3 separate regions of the Mus musculus genome follow, and all the other regions are linked to region 1. The links are chromatin contacts, called in public Hi-C maps. All regions are on one chromosome and are shown on one strand. Each heading gives the region's core, a stretch centred on a gene start, on an enhancer-like site or on the middle of the called end of the contact. The rest is flanking DNA. Distances are from core to core; before and after follow the strand shown. Region 1 overlaps Dock2 (dedicator of cyto-kinesis 2). Region 2 overlaps Dock2 (dedicator of cyto-kinesis 2). Region 3 has its middle 11 kb from the start of Dock2.

Region 1 (3,837 bases), core at 646-3,145:
CTACTGCAGCCAGAGGAAGAGTGCCAGGCTCAGGGGTGAAGTAGTAGACAAGGTCAATGTGACCCTGCTTATACTTCAGATGGGTAATTAAGCAGATAATCAACCAAAGCTTAAGGCATTAATTACAAGTGTAGCAGGGACCACAGAGTGTGAAGGAGCAGCCTATTGGGAGCCCTTTGTGGAAGCCACATATATATTTGTGACATGAGAAGCAGGGGCAACCAAGGAGGTAATTATAATTTTTTTTTTGCTTGAAAATGACCCATGTTGAGAGCAGTGTCAAGATTGAGCACCACAAAGATCTCCAGGTAATGGAGCCAGTGACTCTAGCCAAAGGTGAGTGACTAGGTCTTCCGGAGCTACTGAAGTCCTTGTTACCTTCCAGAGAAGACATTCATGTCAGAGCCGTAGCGATCTCTCCTGTCACATGAATGCCTACGACTGTGGCAGTCATTGGTTGCCTCAAATCGCAGAGCCATACTGTTTGTGAAGAGGGTGTTGCTTTCTCTGAGCTGACATGGAAGGCTCACTTTGCACCTAAGTGGTGCTAGATATCTCCCATGTGGAAATCTAGGACACAAGATGGAGCTTCCCATCGGGCAAAGCAGGAACATTTGTGCTCTCTTTTCCTTCCTAGGGTCTCAGCTGAGAACGATTTCCTTCACAGCCTTCTGGGCAAAGTCATAGCTTCCAAGGGAGACAGTGGAGGGCAAGGTATGGAGTCACCATCATACAGAGTCCAAGTACGATAAACTTGCTGCAGCTCAGGAGCCTCTGCGACATCAGTAAATGGGTCCAAGTCCTGGACTAGACAGTACAGTGGGAAGCATGTGGTCTGTAGACCACCCATGGAAGCATGGGATGGGCATTCCTTTCATAAGTGACAGTGAGGAGTTGCTCTCTCCTGTGTGCTGCCCTTTAAGTTACAAGTGGTTTCATCCTTACCCAAGTCCTGGGATACATGAGCTGGTATCCTCTCTGCTTTAGGAGACTCGGGTGCAGAGATTGTAATAACTGTCAGAGGCTGACCCAGCTATAAGTGAACGTTGCCCAGAGCCCCTGGGGTTGGCCTGTTGCATCTGTGAATGTATCTGTTATTTCAGTAGTCTCCTATAGGAGAGATGGAGGAGAGGAAATTGGGGAGGGGGAGGAGAAAGAGGAGGAAGAGGAGGAGGAAGAGGAGGAGGAGGAGGAAGAGAGACAGAGACAGAGAGACAGAGAGACAGAAGCTGAATGTTCATGTGTTCCCTTCCAGGCCTTTGGGTGACCATGAAGATGCTGGTGGGGGACATCATTCAGATCCGTAAAGACTACCCACACTTGGTGGACAGGACCACTGTGGTAGCCCGAAAGCTGGGCTTCCCAGAGATCATCATGCCAGGTGGGACACAGCTGCAGTGACCTTCCTCAAGGGCAGGGCCATGAGCAGGGCTGAGGAGTCCAGCTGTGTAGTTCATAATTTCCTAAGAGTCAACTCCCTTTACTTTATTCCTCTACCTGAACAAAACCACTGCAAACCATGTTTTCCCATACAGTAACATAGATCCCCTTTCTCCCAGTCCTTCTTTATAGGCACCGCTACTTTAATAAGCATTTTTGGAGCTCTGCAACTTGCTTTGTCAGTCAGAAGCTCACGGGTGGCATCTCTGTTTTACTATTCATACCAAGATCCCATTTTACTCGGGGGGGGGGGGGCGGAGTGGTGCTACTCTCCAGCTTTTAGAGCATATTTTATAGTCTGAAGGACCCATGCTTACAGTAACATGTCCAAACGCCATACAAGGTATTCAGAAGTCCCCGCAAGTCTCTCTGTGCCTCTCCTATTAACTAACCATGCCTATTAGTGCATTCAAGACATGCTTGAGGCTTTTCATGAGGCAGATTGTGTAATGACACGCCCTCTGACTCATCCTTTTCTCTCCTGTAGCTAAGTGGTGGTGGTCCAGGGTGGGGCCTGTACTGTGATTTAATGATATCTGCTTTACTTGAGATCTCAATGTCTGCTGTTCACTCCCTTCGGGAGCTCACTCAACCTGTGCTCCTGGCCCTTCACCCTTAGACTCTAGGATTCATGGGAAATCCCTCAACCCTACTTTTGTGCAACAAAAAGGCCTATCCGTGGTTGAGGGCCAAGCTCATTTCGCTTGGTGCTTTCCTTTACCTTCCCAGAAGGTGTCACTAGAGGATGGAAATGCAATGGTTTGAACAGAGAAAACATGGCCAGTTTTGAGCACCCCACCTGGCTTTCTGCTGCTGATTTTTCCAGCATTCCGACCCTCCCTTGCTACTTACATCTCCATCCCTCCTGTCAGGTTAAAAAAAATGCCCTTTCTAAACTGCTCGGATTTTCATTTTATTAATGGTCCTTCCTGCTTCTCCCTGTCCCCTCCACCTCTGTGGTTAGTGCCTGACTCTAACTCTGGTCTTCTCTCCATCCTTAGGGGATGTCAGGAACGACATCTACATCACTCTCTTACAAGGTGACTTTGACAAGTACACCAAGACCACACAGCGGAACGTGGAAGTGATCATGTGTGTGTGCACAGAGGATGGCAAAGTGCTACCTGTAAGGGACTCCAGAGTGCTGAGTGACAGGACCCGGGGCTGAGGGACTGATCATAATTATCTGCTCTCTGAAGGATCAGAGTTTTGGGGAAGACATTGAAACACATGATCTATACTGTGTAGCTTGCTTAATACCTTGTTCTAGGGTCTAATTAGAACCTATGTTAATTAGTCTTTTTACCTAAGCATTCTTCAATGTATACTTTCCTAATCTGTGTCTGTGTGTATGTGTATAAGTGTGTGTGTATGTGTGCCCACTCTTGTTTATAGGTTATCTTTTTTTGTAGTTAAAAATGTTGTTTTCATTGAAGCCCAAGCTAGTTTAATTCAGGCAAAATCCATGGTAAAGATCAATACAGAGCCCTGGGCTGGTGTGGAGGTTCAGAATGTCTTCAAAGCAGACATCCTCAGCACTAAATCCAACTCCGCAGCGCTCACCCAGAAATCTAGGTGGAAAGTCTTATTCGCAAATTGGTCTCCAGAGGGTTAGCAGCATGCATTCAAAAAGGCAAAGCACATGGTTCTATTTACAGAGCATATGTCCTGTGCAATCGTTGTCATGTGTGTTTATATCTATTTGCTTATGTTTCCTTTAAGGTTGTCAGCACTTGTGTCCAGTGTGTGGGAGGGTTTGCTTCTGAATTCTTCCTCTCTGAATATTTAGCTGAAAATGAGATCATGAGATCGGCTCTCAGCAGAAGTTACAGCGTGGGCAAACATTCCTCCTAGGACACCTATAGGGAGTCAGATAGCAGGGGGAGGGGTGCAGAAGGGGGAGCCACCAGCCCTAGCCCTACAGCCCGGAGCTCAGGCCTGCCACAATGTATCTATCACCTTCTGTCTAAAAGTGACTAGCACCCTGAAGATAATAGTCCCCATGTCAGGCTGGGTAGTGGCACCCTGTTTGTTATCACTGGAAGTTCACAAAGGGAGAATAGAAGTTCCGGCGGAGTAAAACAGGTCTTAGGTCCTGCAGTTCACAGTGGCAGAGATGGGGATTGACTCAGCCTCCTCACCACAGTGCCTGTAACCTTAAGAAGATTCTCCAACATATTGCCAGTTTCAAATTGAGGCTGCTGGCAGCTTCAACAAAACCCTGGGAAGACTCTATCGGTTTTAAATGTAAAAAAGGTTTTACAACTGTCTTTTCATTCTTAAAACCACTGTGGTTAATTAATTGCTGATGAGCAAAACCCTAGCAAAACCTCTTTTGTTGGATGCTAATACTTTTCTGAAAAATAAAACGAGCGAGACACACTTGGCTTGAAAGAA
Region 2 (3,893 bases), core at 129-2,628, 72 kb before region 1:
GTTCATTCTTCCCTTATTTCTTACAAAGTTGTTGGTCATCTCCCAAGTCCCAGGCATAGTGTTAGTCACCAAGGCTGCTAGAATTAGCCCTAAATGGGTCTTACCCTTTGGGAGCTTATAGTCTGGTAATGAAGACAAAGGGACCTTGTGAGTCGATCAGCAAGCAGACAGTTAGAAACTGCCAAAATAAATGGACACTTATCCATGGATGAGCATATCACCGAGAAGAGTCTTATCATGGATCATCTGCAGGTCCCTGAGCAGTGGGAACAGGATTCTAAAGGAAATACTTGGGGGCATCCTAGGACACCTGTCTTTGGACCAGGGGCTAACTGTGTCTTTGGACCTGCCTCAAGATGTTCATCTGGTGCAACAAAAGCACAGGGATTGAAAGCTTCGTTTCCTCCCAATGCTAGTTTTTTGGTGCCTGGCCTCTTCCTTTGTGATGTGTCAGCAACTTGGGGTCATTTAGACAATACCCGGTGGGTTGGTCGGTTATGCCCATGTAAAGACCTAAAGACCTAAAGAGTCCCAGTTATATGGGAATCTCATGAGTCAATGTCTGGCTTGGTTCCGACCATCATGTCTAGGTCTGAAGGAGCTTTGGCTGAAAGATGCATTTTCCAAACTCAGCTATTTCCTGAGCCTCATGAATTTGCTGTCTTTTGAGACAGGAAGTGTGGTGCTAGAATGTTCTGCTCATTTCTGGGTGTCCGGATTGGCTGCTTCTTTTAAAGCTTGCTGATCTTTAATTGTCCATAATGCATGAGTGTCACAGTTTGTATTCTGCAGCATATATTGAACAAATGGGGGTGATGCTGTTTGCCATTGGCACCCAACCCTAGAGGGATCTGGGTAGAGACACCTCAAATGTCACCTCTAATAGGCACTTCCTCCCTCCTTCCATTCCTCCCTCTTTCCTTCCCTCCCTCCCTCTTTTTCTCTCCCTCCTTTCCTCCCTCCCTCCTTTCCTCCCTCCTTCCCTCCCTCCCTCTTTTTCTCTCCCTCCTTTCCTCCCTCCCTCTTTTCCTCCCTCCCTCTCTCTTTTCCTCCCTCCCTCCCTCCTTCCCTCTCTTCCTCCCTCCCTCCTTCCCTCTCTTCCTCCCTCCCTCCCTCCCTCCCTCCCTCCCTCCCTCCCTCCCTCCCTCTCTGCCTCCCTCCCTGCCTCACTCCTTCCCTCCTATAATTGGTGTGAGTTGAAGAGCAGTCAGGCTGAGTCACTGAGCTGCTGAAGATGTCCTGCTTATTTTGTTCTCAGAGAAGCACATCCTTTGTCTCTCTGCCCCAACAAGGATGAGGCAGATTCCACACTGGTTTAAATTCACAGTGGCAGAAACTGATCCTGGAGGAGCAGGATGTGACTAACATATGGATAGAGATACCGTCACAAATGTCTCTCTAGCAACTGCTCGGAGAATTCAGAGTTCTAACAATACATGGCGATGTTAGGTCATGGGTCACACTATAGGAAAGAAAGATAGGGTTCTAGTTTCATTGTAACATGAAGGTGGAGGGTGGAATGCAGAGGGTGACTTGTGGTGGGGCAGACCCTGAGACACCCTCACTGGCGTGATCAGCCACTACATAGTGGAACCACTGGTTTCAGCCAAATGCTGTGGGTTCACCTGGTGTCTGTTTTCTTTTCTGTTGCTCTGAAGAGACATTATGACCAAAATGACTTATAAAAGAATACAATTAATTTGGGGGTAGTGGGTCCAGAGGATTAGAATCCATGTTTGCAAAGCAAGGAGCATGGCAGAAGGCAGGCAGGCATGGTGTTGGGGCTGCAGCTAAGAGTTTGCATCCTGATCTATAAAGTTGGAGGCAGAGAGGGAGAGAGAGAGACAGAGACAGAGACAGAGACAGAGAGACAGAGGCAGAGAGGCACCGAAAAAGAGAGAGAGAGGAGGGAGAGCTATCTGGGATTGGTATGGGCCTTTGAAACCTCAGTGCGCACTCCTGGTGACACACCTCCTCCAACAGGGCCATAACTCCTGATCCTTTCCATACAGTCCCACCAACTGGGCACCAATCATTCAAATATATGAACCTCCAGGGTCCATTCTCATTCCAACCACCACACCTGCCAAGTGAGATTTTGTTCTCCCTTCACTGGCTGCAGCAGTAAGGGAGTTTCCTAAGGGAAGAATATTCTGATTGTAAAGCAGAGGCAATGCAAATAAAAGTCTCAAGGAGGAAGTCCCTCTGCTGTGTGGGAGGCCGGGTGGCTGGATTAGAGGTGGAAGTGTAAGAATGGACTGTGTGGGAGGTGGTCATAGGGAGTAATGACTTCTGTGTATTGTGGAGATGTTATTTTTGATGGAAAAGTGGGATGAAGTATTTCAGGGGTTGGGGCAGAGTAGTGAAATAGCACATCTTATACTCGGGCTGGCAGTTTCATGGGATGTGAAAAGGGAGTTAAGTGTCATAGCAGAGAGGCTGGTGACACAGCTGCTGCAGTGACCTAGATCCGAGGTGGCGGTGGCCTCACCCTTAAGGGTGGCTGCAGGTGAACGACACAGACCTCACTCTGGACATCACAGTGTAGGTGGGGCAAGTGGGTGTGAGAGACAGAGGTGTCAGGGGTGGTCCTAAGGCTTCTGACATGAAAAGCTGGAAGAGCCAGCTGTGGGATCTGTCTACTCGGTCTTGATCTAAGTTGTCACCAGCCTCCCTTTAAACAGTGAATTGCCTCACCCTTCCATGATGCATTTAGACCGATTTGTGTTTCTGTGTCCAAACCTCACCAGTAGCCTGGAGGAGGATGTGTTTACCTTTCCAGGTGAGGAAGCTGAGAGATGTTTCTAGCCCATTTTTGGGTCTTTTGAAGTCACACCTCAGCCCTCTGTCTTGTTACTTTTCACACAGGCACCATGGTCCACTTCCTATTGCTATAACGGAACACCACAGAATGGGTAATTGTTTAAGAATAGAAGTTGAGCCCACACCTTTAATCCCTGCACTCGGGAGGCAGAGGCAGAGGCAGGGGCAGGGGCAGGGGCAGGCAGATTTCTGAGTTTGAGGCCAGCCTGGTTTACAAAGTGAGTAGCCAGGGCTATACAGAGAAACCCTGTCTTGAAACAACAACAACAACAACAAAACAAACAAACAAACAAACAAACAGAATAGAAGTTGATTTAGCTCATGGTTTTGGAGACTGGGAAGTCTGAGAATTTGGCAGGGGCATCTTCTCAGAGTTTGCTGAGGGTTCTTGCAGCTTACAAACATGGTGGAGGGCACCACATGCTCGGCCTCACATGTGCACCGACTTAAGTCTTCATTTTCTCTAAAGTAACTCATGACACCCTGGGGTCTACACTCATGACATCATCAAATCCTAGTGAAAGGACTTGGGATTTACATTTCCAATCCACTAGCTTGGGGGGGGGCACATCATGTCTGATTTAATAAGCATATAGTGTCTTTCCCAGTAGATGGTCCTCTGTTTGAGCACAGAGCTCCACTGGGAATTCATTCTTTGTCCACCCAGCCCAAGCACAATAGGAAAATGGGAGGGCAGAGAATCTAATTGTTTAACAGTGGGTCCCTTGAGAGTTCAGCTGAAGCTGCAGGCCCATCTTTCCAGAAAGGATGCATATGTGCGGTCTGTGTTATGTCAGTCACCCCCATCTGGGCAAGCTCGGTAATGCTAGGGAGACAGTAGACTTGGTGACCACTCTGTAAACTGCCACAGTGGATGTAGCCAAGGCTCTGCATGCCAAAGTATGCTTGGACAAAGGAGCTGCCAAGAGTCAGAAAAACATTCTCTCTCTCTCTCTCTCTCTCTCTCTCTCTCTCTCTCTCTCTCTCTCTCTCTCTCTTTCTTTCTTTTTCCCTTTCTCTCTTTCTTTCTTTTGTTTGCAATCTATTCAGATCAGTTTATTTCCACGATG
Region 3 (4,085 bases), core at 423-2,922, 90 kb before region 1:
CAGCTTTTCTGTAATTCAACCACAGGGGTCACCAGCTTCTGTCCATTGGTTGGGTATAAACATCTACATTTGATTTTTTCAGCTGCTCACTGGGCAGTCATGATAGGCCCCTGTTTGTAAGCACACCATAGCATCAGTAATAGCGTCAGGCCTTGGGGCCTTGGAGAAGTGATTTAAAGAAGAATTTTTAAACACTTTAAGATGAATGAAAGAGAAAATAGTAAAACTATGAGCTATAGCAAATCGAAAATGCTCCAGGGGAAACCAACAACCACGAATACCTGCATTTCAAAAGAAAGGTCTTGTGTGGAGAGAAGGCTTGGTGGTTTAGAGCAGGTTAGGACCAGGGTGCAATTCCCCGCACCCATATAGTAGCTCAAAACCATCTGTAATTCCATCTCTGAGGGGACCTGACACCTGCTTCTGGCCTTTGCAGGTACCCTGCAGGCATGCATGTGGTGCACAGACAAAATACCCTTATATATAAAATAAGTTTTTAAAAGAAGATTTCAAGCCAATACCATGGCTTTACAGATTGAGAGAGAGAGAGAGAGAGAGAGAGAGAGAAAGGAAAAGAAAAAGAGAGAGACAGAGACAGAGAGACATACAGAGATAGAGAGAGCTAGCTAACTCAAAGCTCTTCATAGTCACTAGTTCCATTCAGGAGATTCCATCTGAAGGTCCCACTCCCTAATGCTATTGGTTGGGGGTTAAGACTTCAGCAAATGAAGGAGGCACTCAGTCCATAGTTCTGCCCAAGTGATCTGCATGGCCAGAGATTTATCTGCATCCCAATAGCTTTGGGAACAGAGGACCAAGACAAGAGGGGACGCTGAACCTCAGAACGTCTCAAGGTCCCCACCACTGTCAAGGAAAATTATTTATTAAAGACTGTACTTTGATACACTGACAGAGGGGGGCGCCCTTTAACAGAGAACCTTGGAAACCATGCCCTAGATTTTCACGAATAGGCAAAGATCACTAAAACCATTGTTATGTGAAGGAAAGAGAAATAAGTCCAGTTGCAGCTGGCCAACTCTTTCACTCCCTGACCCTGTGCAAAGCCAGGCAGAGGAGTGAGGGGGTAACTACATGGCAACACTCCAAGCTGAGAGCAAGTAATCTACTGGACATGCTGAACATCCTTAATCAGATAGTTTAACCCCCAAGTAAATAATCCAAAATGTAAAACTTTGGATGTTGATACAGGAACAAGTTGGAAGTCCACAACTGACAACAAGCAGCAGAATCCAAGCATACTAAACACATATACTAAACTGTACATACTAAACATATATACTGTACATACTAAACATATACTGTACATATTAAACATATATACTGCACATACTAAACATATATTGCACACACTAAACATATATACTGCACATACTAAACATATATACTGTATACACTAAACATATATACTGCACATACTAAACATATATACTGCACATACTAAACATACACTGTACATACTAGACATATATACTGTACATACTGAACATATAAGCTGTATAGTGTTACCCTGAAATTGTGTGTATATGGAATATGAATGTATTTTCTGTTTGGATTTGGGACCCATCTAAATGCTGAGCCTGTCAACTCAGCACTTCAGAATATGGAGAACAGGAAGATTGTCACAATTTCTGGGTCAGTCTGAGACACTTTTACATTAAAGGCAAACGAAAATCTCATCATGTCTACGTTAATGGTATCAACATTAAAAAAAAATCAGTAACATTTCTCATTCCGAGTGAGCATTTTTAGTAGGAGATAATCTGTAGTATTTCTTTAAGCTTAACCTTCAGGATTTAAAGTCTGAAGGTCAAACAGGTTATAAAGGCAAAAGAGATAACCCACAGCAATTTTCTCCAAAGGGTACAGAGGAAGGTATCACTGGCATGCAAAAATGAAATAGATTTTGATCTTGTCTTATCTGACTTTATTTGGGTTGTCTGGCTATAGCTTGACACCTTTAACTGTTCTTATCACATCAACTATTGAGCTATGAAGTATATTTTCCAATGATAAAAAGAGTGCTTCTTAATTTATTACTTCACTCTGAGTTACCCATGGTCCAAAACTATGAAATAGAAACTGCAATCTGTAGACTGTCAGTTGTGTGCTGTTGTTTTTGAGTAGCATGCTGAGATTATGGGTTAGCTTATTTTAGCTTATCGTCCCAAGTGGGCTGTGTGTTGTCCTACTGTACAGCGTATCTACACTGGGTACACAGTCTACCAGCAAGTCACTCAGTAGCAATCTTGGGTATCAGATTAGTGTTGTAACACTACAGTACTCGTGTTCAGGTAACCCTTGGTTTACTTCCTAATGGTCCCAGAATACTAATGAAATGTAATGGAGGCACCAAGGGAGAAGGTGTGGGAAGCCACATTGACTCTGGGCCTCTTTTTTTATCACGACAGGAAACAGGAAAGAGCACACAGAGAGCGCAACGTCAGGTTTTCATCTGGGGGTCTTATGTCAGGTAAAGGAGTGGGGAGCTATTGTAATTGCTTTTTTAAAAGAAATTATATTGCTCCTGCAGATTGTATAGTTCTGAATTTTCTATTTAATATTTTTTTGGACCATGGATAACTCAAAAGGCAAAGTAATAAATAAGCATTATTGTTTGTTTGTTTTTCAAGACAGGGTTTCTCTGTGGAGCCCTGGCTGTCCTGGAACTCACTCTGTAGACCAGGCTGGTCTCAAACTCAGAAATCTGCCTGTCTCTGCCCCCCAAGTGCTGGGACTAAAGGCATGTGCCACCACTGCCCGACATTACTTTTATCATTGGAAAATACACCTTATAGCTCAAGAGTAGACAAGATAAGAACAGTTAAAGTCCGCATCCAGGGACTGCTGACTCTGGATGGGTCTAAGGTGGTGGGGTGCAATAATTAAATAAAGACACATTTCAGAGATGGTGTCAGTAGAACTGTCCACAGTCTTCCAGTGACATTTGGCACTGTTCTCTACACAAAGCCCACCTGGAATATGCCAATCATAGAAAAAGTAGGATTTATTGCTGGTCAGTACACACTACAGAGAGGCCTGGGTATCTCAGTAGAAATTTGTTAAAGGATTTAGTCTTCATGTGATTTCGGGTAGTACTTTAGAAAGAAAAGCATGGCAGGGCGAGAGAGATGACTCCGAAGTTAAGTACACTTGCCGTTCTTCCAGAGAACTTGAGTTTTGTTCCCAGCTCCAACACATAGGCTCACAACTGCCTATAACCCCACCTCCAGAGAATCCAGTGACCTCCTTGGGTTTCTCTGAGTACCCCACACAGATACATGGCATTCACTCACACAGATATTCATATAAATAAAAATGAGGAGTCTGGAGACCTGGCTCAGCAGTTAAGAGCACTTGTTGCTCTTGCAGAGGACTCGAGTTCAGTTCCCAGCACCCCTGAGGTGGCTCACAACCATCCTCAACTCCAGTTCCTGGATGTCAAGGAGACCTGATGTCTTCCTCTGAATTCCTTGGGCACTAGGCACACTTGTAGTGCATATACACACATGCAGCCAAACACACACACTCACACACACACGATTTTATTTTCCTCTTTCAATCTTTTTAGACAGGTTCTCACAGTCCCTGGTCTGGTCTGTAACTTACTATGTGAGCCAGACTGGCCTCAGAATCACAGAGGTCCACCTGCCTCTGCCTCCTGAGTGCTGGGTGTAAAGGTTTGAACCATTACACCTGTTGAACTTGATTGGTTTTTCAGTTAGCATTTATCACATTGTCCAGGCAGAGTGATGATCTGGTAATTCTAGCTCTGCACAGTGCTTAGTGTTATCTGGTCACACCTTATACTTATCCAAGGTCTAGTTTTTGTCTTGATCTATTAGGCTTGGGGTGGCCTAATCTCAGGTTCTGAGTAAGTGTTCCTGTTCACTAGAGCAGTGAGCCCAGCAGTGAGGCCCACCAGCATCTGCCATTTTTACTTTCCAGTGCCAGGGTGAGACTTGAAATCCCTTGTGGCCTTCAAGACCATATAGCAGTGGTTCTCAACCTTCCTAATGCTGTGACCCTTAAATTCATCATGTCTTAGTTAGGGTTTCTATGGCTGT

Evidence for each region. Hi-C and Micro-C count contacts between places; a contact is called where the count stands out from the background.
Region 2: a Hi-C map of the N1E-115 cell line shows a contact between it and region 1, with 2.1 times the contacts expected there. The contact joins two enhancer-like sites. A contact is called at or near these places in 3 of 39 promoter capture datasets (the C10 cell line, the HPC-7 cell line and pre-B cells), 1 of 15 datasets of contacts at CTCF or cohesin (CD8 T cells), 5 of 484 Hi-C or Micro-C datasets (the N1E-115 cell line, bone marrow-derived macrophages, embryonic stem cells and 2 more), 7 of 115 datasets of contacts at active chromatin or transcription factors (the 230-238 cell line, CD8 T cells, the SCID.adh cell line and 4 more) and 3 of 9 other capture datasets (liver, macrophages and pancreatic islet).
Region 3: a contact with region 1 is called in a Hi-C map of the N1E-115 cell line, with 6 times the contacts expected there. The contact joins two enhancer-like sites. A contact is called at or near these places in 2 of 39 promoter capture datasets (the C10 cell line and the HPC-7 cell line), 3 of 15 datasets of contacts at CTCF or cohesin (CD8 T cells, large pre-B cells and pro-B cells), 37 of 484 Hi-C or Micro-C datasets (the 63-12 cell line, B cells, the Ba/F3 cell line and 20 more), 12 of 115 datasets of contacts at active chromatin or transcription factors (the 230-238 cell line, CD8 T cells, the SCID.adh cell line and 8 more) and 3 of 9 other capture datasets (liver, macrophages and pancreatic islet).

What each region holds. Positions count from the first base shown.
Region 1 is chr11:34,703,314-34,707,150 of GRCm38.p6, reverse strand. It overlaps Dock2 (dedicator of cyto-kinesis 2), which reads left to right. Exons shown (of 52, transcript NM_033374.3): 12 at 638-714; 13 at 1,256-1,381; 14 at 2,442-2,566. The region is part of intron 2 of Gm51858 (a long non-coding RNA gene); the gene reads right to left. Among named protein-coding and RNA genes, the nearest start is that of Gm51858, 10 kb to the right of the region's middle. Within about 2 kb of position 1,895, at least 3 of the 459 cell types and tissues checked have an H3K27ac peak or open chromatin away from gene starts, as enhancers often do. A contact at or near this core is called in the N1E-115 cell line, where this site is marked.
Region 2 is chr11:34,774,481-34,778,373 of GRCm38.p6, reverse strand. The region is part of intron 1 of Dock2 (dedicator of cyto-kinesis 2); the gene reads left to right. Among named protein-coding and RNA genes, the nearest start is that of Dock2, 7.5 kb to the left of the region's middle. Within about 2 kb of position 1,378, at least 35 of the 459 cell types and tissues checked have an H3K27ac peak or open chromatin away from gene starts, as enhancers often do. A contact at or near this core is called in the N1E-115 cell line, where this site is marked.
Region 3 is chr11:34,793,133-34,797,217 of GRCm38.p6, reverse strand. No RefSeq gene overlaps it. Among named protein-coding and RNA genes, the nearest start is that of Dock2, 11 kb to the right of the region's middle. Within about 2 kb of position 1,672, at least 6 of the 459 cell types and tissues checked have an H3K27ac peak or open chromatin away from gene starts, as enhancers often do. A contact at or near this core is called in the N1E-115 cell line, where this site is marked.